Linked DNA regions of Sus scrofa: region 1 is linked to region 2. The links are chromatin contacts, called in public promoter capture Hi-C maps. All regions are on one chromosome and are shown on one strand. Each heading gives the region's core, a stretch centred on a gene start, on an enhancer-like site or on the middle of the called end of the contact. The rest is flanking DNA. Distances are from core to core; before and after follow the strand shown.

Region 1 (2,700 bases), core at 39-2,538, 360 kb before region 2:
GAGGAATGGAACCCCAGCGGACACAGAAACAAGGCCGGACCCTTAACCCACTGCACCCAGCCGGAACTCTCAGTTGCAGTCTTAGGCATTCAAGGATTTCATGATGTGACAGAGAATGAAGGGAGGGGTGGTGATGAAAAAAGAAGAGTAAGAGTGGGGAGAGAGTCAAGCTCATACTTGGCACCAGTTGGAGACAGAATTGAAACTGTCATCGCATCTGCTACACAGTCCAGCGTCATATCTGATTCCGTGCTATTTTTCCCGCCACAGAGTGCGCGTCTGCAGCACAAGACGCATAACTTTATTCACGCTTTTGTGTGTCCTCCGCAGCACTTTGCACACAGTTGTTCCCAGTACAATTTCCATTGACCTTAAGGATGGTTGAATTCCCACAATCAAGCAAACTGGAACGATTTCCCTAGACCTAAATCTAAGGTTTTAGACTTTTGTACACTTCAAAATGCCTGGCACACAGTAAGCGCCCAATAAGCACTTGTTGAGCCGCACAGAATACATCAGATTCGCCCAGTTCAGCCCTGGCAGAGAGGTCGGCCTCTGGCAGGACGACAAAATCCATGGCTATTAAATTGTTATGTAAGAGTTAATGACCCTCCTGGCCCACTTGACATCTCTCCGGCAAGAGAAGTGCAAGGGCAGGGAAAGGAAGAGAGAGCAGTATTTGCAAACACTCTCTCTCTCGGTGGTAGGGGCACAGATTGATTTCTAGCCTTGGTTCACCATAAGGATCTGAAAACACCGCTGCGCGCGCCAGGCGGTGCGGGGCGGGAGGAGCGGGCGGCGTGCTGGCATTTCGGTTGAGGCGCATTCCCTTCCGTGGGTAAGGCCTGCCCACCCGGCACGCCCAAGGGCGCTGGGTCTGCGGGTGACAGCGGCCCCAGAAGGTGACTCGAGTTCTAGGCGGTGCCCGTGGGGTCCCCGCTGGCTCGGGTGCAGGCCGGGCCCGGGGAAACCGGGCGCCCCGCCCCGGGTGGCAGCAGCCCCGAGCCCCCAGCCGCTCGCCGTCCCCTCCCGGGTATCCGCTGCGCTCCAGTGGGCGCCGCCGGGCCCGGCTTCCCCGAGCCGGGGGGCGCGCACGCCGCGAGGCGCGGAAGATGGCGGCGCGGCCGGGACCGGGGTGGCCGCGAGGGGCCGCGGCGCTTGGCGCTCGGCTGGGCCGGCGCGGCTAGAGCGGCGCCTGGGCCCGGGCGGCGCGGCCTCCTCCCCGCCCGCCGCCGCCGCCGCCGCGCCCCGCCCCGCGCGCCCGCCCGCCTGCCCGCCCCTCCCCGGGCCGCGGCCGTGCCCCGCGTCGCGCTCCCCCGGGATGGCCCGCGCGCCTCGGCGCTGCCTCTCGGAGCACACGGCGGAGCGGCGGCGGCCGCGCTCGGGGGGCGCGCGGCTGCGGCGGCGGCGGCGCCGCGCGTGAGGGGCCGCCTCGGGCCGAGCGGGCGCCGCCAACATGTCGGATACGAAGGTAAAAGTTGCCGTCCGGGTCCGGCCCCTGAACCGACGAGGTGAGGAGCTTTCCGCTCGTTTTCGTGTGTGGTCGGGCCGAGGGCGGGGGCAACTTTGGAAACTGCGGGGCCGCGGGGCTGGGGCGGCCGAAGCGGAGCCGGGGTCGGTGCGCCCGGCCGGAGGCGGCGCCCGCACCGGTCGCGGGACCCGGCGCGCCGGCTCCCGGCTCCCGGCTCCCGGCTCGGCCGCCTCCCGGGGGAGCCCGCACGGCGCACGAAAGCGGGCTGCGGGCGCGGATGCTCGACTTTGCAACGTCCGTTTTGCCTTTGGCTTTCAGAACTGGAACTGAACACCAAGTGCGTGGTGGAGATGGAAGGGAATCAAACGGTCCTGCACCCTCCTCCTTCTAACACCAAACAGGGAGAAAGGTAAAGCGGGTGCCGAGAGGGCGGGCGGGAGGGTCCAGCCCCGCCGCCTCCTGCAAGTTTGAGCCAGGAAAATGGGAGTGCTCTTTCCTATTGTTAGGAGGTCGGCTTCAAGTTTGTCGCACGCTCCTGGCTGAAGCTGTGGCAAGTCCAAGTTCCTCTCTCCTCCCTCTGCCCCCCTCCTCGTTGTCCCCTCCCACCTAGAGCGGCATCAGGCTGCGCCCCCAGGCCAGAGCCGGGACCAGTCGGCTGTGCCTCCTGTCGGGTTCGAGGCACCCAGAGAGTGAGGGAGCAGGATGGGACCCTTGAGACAATGAGTCCAACGGCCACATTTTACAGATGCGAAAACTGAGGCCTGAGTTGGGCAGATGACCACCCCAAGGCCTGGTTCGTGGAACCCAGTGCCCTTGGTTCTTTCCACCCCTGCTCTGTTTGCTTTATTTGGCAGAACTGTTAAGGAACTTTGTGTGTAAAATGAGAGGTGGGAAGGAACACCCCCACAATAAAGCAAACAGTATTGTACGACGTAGGCTCAGGCCTGGACCATTTAAAATCTTTTTTTATTTTTTATTTTTGGTGCTGGGTTGAAATAATGCTTGAAGGTAATGCGCGAATTTTGATTTTCAAGGAAACAAAAGTAGTGCCCCGAGCTGTATAGACGATGGGGGGGCATGTTTAAAAGGGGGCTGTATTTACTAGATGGCAACATATTTGCATTTGAAAAGTGACAACTGTTGGATCCTTATTAATTCAGCTCTATTCCACGCAGTAGTATGGGAAAATGCCCTAAAATAATTTGAATATTTGGCATTTTTCTGGTAAG
Region 2 (2,700 bases), core at 18-2,517:
CAGCACTGGGCTTCTGCTTTGGATTACTTTTGGATCCCTTCCGCATCCTTTCAATTCTTGTAAGAGTAGGTCTGTCCAACAAACACATTTCCACCAATCCACCCTCTCCTCCTTGCAACTGGGCTAATCAGATTTTTGTCTCAATAGGACTTGAATCTTTTTTTTTTTTTTTTTTTTTTTTGGTCTTTTTGCTATTTCTTTGGGCCGCTCCTGCGGCATATGGAGGTTCCCAGGCTAGGGGTCCAATCGGAGCTGTAGCTGCCAGCCTACGCTGGAGCCACAGCAACTAGGGATCCGAGCCGCGTCTGCAACCTACACCACAGCTCACGGCAACGCCGGATCATTAACCCACTGAGCAAGGGCAGGGATCGAACCCGCAACCTCATGGTTCCTAGTCGGATTCGTTAACCACTGCGCCACGATGGGAACTCCAGGACTTGAATCTTGAACAGTGAGTGGAAGTGGTTAGATATGCATCAGTCTAAGAAGACTGTTCACAAGTTTCTCCAAGGATTTGCACTTATTTTTTTTGCTCTGCAGCATCTCTGGCTAATCTATATGATTCAGATGAGACCAATGGAGCCCTCCGACTCTACTACGGGCATGTGAGAATATTCTATTCCCTAAGAGCCACAGGCTCAGGGTTAGGAAAGTGATCTGAGGTGGGCTGCATAGTCATCTCTGGGATTTTGGCATCTGAAAGAAGATACCCATGGTTCAAGAAACTGCTAGCTACATGCAAGGACGATATGAACCTATAGCTGCTGGTGACCATTTTTGATACTACATGAATTGACCTTGCCTGAAAGCGAAACTGACATAGAGAAAAGTGCAACTGAGAGATGGAGAAACAGAGAAAGCACTTGTGATATGTTTTTCTCTTGGATCCAGCTATGTCTGAAACTACCATCTTGAATTTTAGAGTTGCTCAAGCTAAGACATTTCTTTTTCCTTTGTTTCTGCTACTTACAACTCCAAAATAGTAATTCAGAGTGGGATTCCAAACTTGTTCATATTCTGTTTTTCTCCTTGTCAGGGAACCAAACAGCTCACAAGTACTCTCCTGCAGCATTTTCCAAGAGGTGGAGGAAAGTCTGCATCACTGTTTATGGCTTTTTGCAAGTATTCACTTTCAACAAACTCCCTTGGAGATGAGTCATAAAATATGGATATTGTACAGTCTTGGAAGCATTCCGCGTCTTTGGTTACCAACCAGTGCCCAGGTCAGAGTCCAGTGATATGAATGCTCTTTTGTTGGCAGGGAGCTATTTGCCACTGGGGCATTCAGCTCCTCATTATCTTAGGTCTGGCTGCAGTCATTTCAGGAGTACTAAGCACTGGTGGTTTGGTTGTCAGTTCTGCCTGCACCCTAATGATCTCTGAGGAGTCTTTAAAAGCCCCTTTTCTCAAGCTATGGTAGGGCTTTCAGGACATTCTGCTCTGTCATTCTAAGCCATGGGAAGGGTGTGCGACCCATGCTCAGCTAATTGGATGCGCTTACCTGGGTCTTGGGAACTTGAATCTAGTGATCCAGAGACGGCATAAATTTAATGCCACTGGAGATCCCTAAAAAAGATTGTTGATTAGCTCTTGCTACTTACATCCTCCTTTAATTTCAGAAGCTGTGATAGCCTGTGAAATTCCTCTTAGGTATAAGTTGGCAAGTGCTGGATTATGAGCCATCTAACTAAAGAACATGAATTGGATTCACCTATTGAGAGGTCACCCATGGCTTTACCTGAGTAGCTTCTTGGGATGAAGGGTAAAAGGCTGATTGAAGAGGTCATGGAAGGTGAGGAAGTAGAGATAGTAATTACAGCCTCATCTTCTTTTGGAAGAGAAGTTGTCAGGGAAGAAGCTAATAATTTAAACCATGATTGGATCCATGTTGCGTGAGGATAACTGAAAGGATTCCTAACAACCCGGCAGCCATGAAACTGCTGTTTTGGTAATGACTTATCTAATTTTTAGTGAGAGTTTAATCAACATATTTCAACTTTTCTTTTTCTTTTTTTTTCTTTTTGGTCTTTTTTTTGTCTTTTGGGGCTGCACCGAGACATATGGAGGTTCCCAGGCTAGGGGTCCAATCAGAACACTGGATCTTTAACCCACTGAGCGAAGCCAGAGATCAAACCCGCGTTCTCATGGATGCTGAGCCCCGATAGGAACTCCATTTCAATTATTTCTAGTAGTAGTATTTGACCAACCCACCTCCTGATGGCAAATTGGTTTTTAAAGTATACTTTAGAATAAAGGTTTGTTTGACCTGATATACTGACAGAAAACAATTTGGAAAAAAAAAAGTGTCACCACCACCAGAGATTTCATCTGAAAATATGTTCAATGCACCACATGAAGGATTAAATGTAGAAAAAAATTTTATTTCTAACTTCTAGAAATTCACATGCAAGGCCTCCTTTCCTTCTCTAGCCAAACTTGGAGGGAATTGTTTTATGATGCTTTTCTGCCCTCCAGTGGTCGCCAAGCAGCATTAAGAAATTTATCATCTGCTTTTAAATATTGTACAGCGTAAGAATACACTTTCTTCATCATAGAACTTTTTCGTTTAGGAATTCAAAATGATTTATCAATGTGTCAGCCTTCGCCTAAGGTACGTGCTATTCTTGAAAATAGGCAGACTCAAGGCACAACACCGTAGAGCGCAAAGCGACTTCAGGCAGCCAGTAGGTGGAGGAATTT

Evidence for each region. Promoter capture Hi-C pulls out the DNA fragments that hold promoters and counts their contacts.
Region 1: a promoter capture Hi-C map of liver shows a contact between it and region 2, with 7 times the contacts expected there. The contact joins the promoter of KIF13A here to the enhancer-like site in region 2. A contact is called at or near these places in 1 of 5 promoter capture datasets (liver), 5 of 47 Hi-C or Micro-C datasets (embryonic fibroblasts, fetal skeletal muscle, liver and 2 more) and 1 of 2 datasets of contacts at active chromatin or transcription factors (skeletal muscle).

What each region holds. Positions count from the first base shown.
Region 1 is chr7:13,715,432-13,718,131 of Sscrofa11.1, reverse strand. It overlaps KIF13A (kinesin-like protein KIF13A), which reads left to right and starts at 1,288. Exons shown (of 40, transcript XM_021100220.1): 1 at 1,288-1,511; 2 at 1,790-1,880. The coding sequence starts at 1,457.
Region 2 is chr7:13,359,883-13,362,582 of Sscrofa11.1, reverse strand. No RefSeq gene overlaps it. Among named protein-coding and RNA genes, the nearest start is that of FAM8A1, 17 kb to the left of the region's middle. Within about 2 kb of position 1,267, at least 3 of the 83 cell types and tissues checked have an H3K27ac peak or open chromatin away from gene starts, as enhancers often do. A contact at or near this core is called in liver, where this site is marked.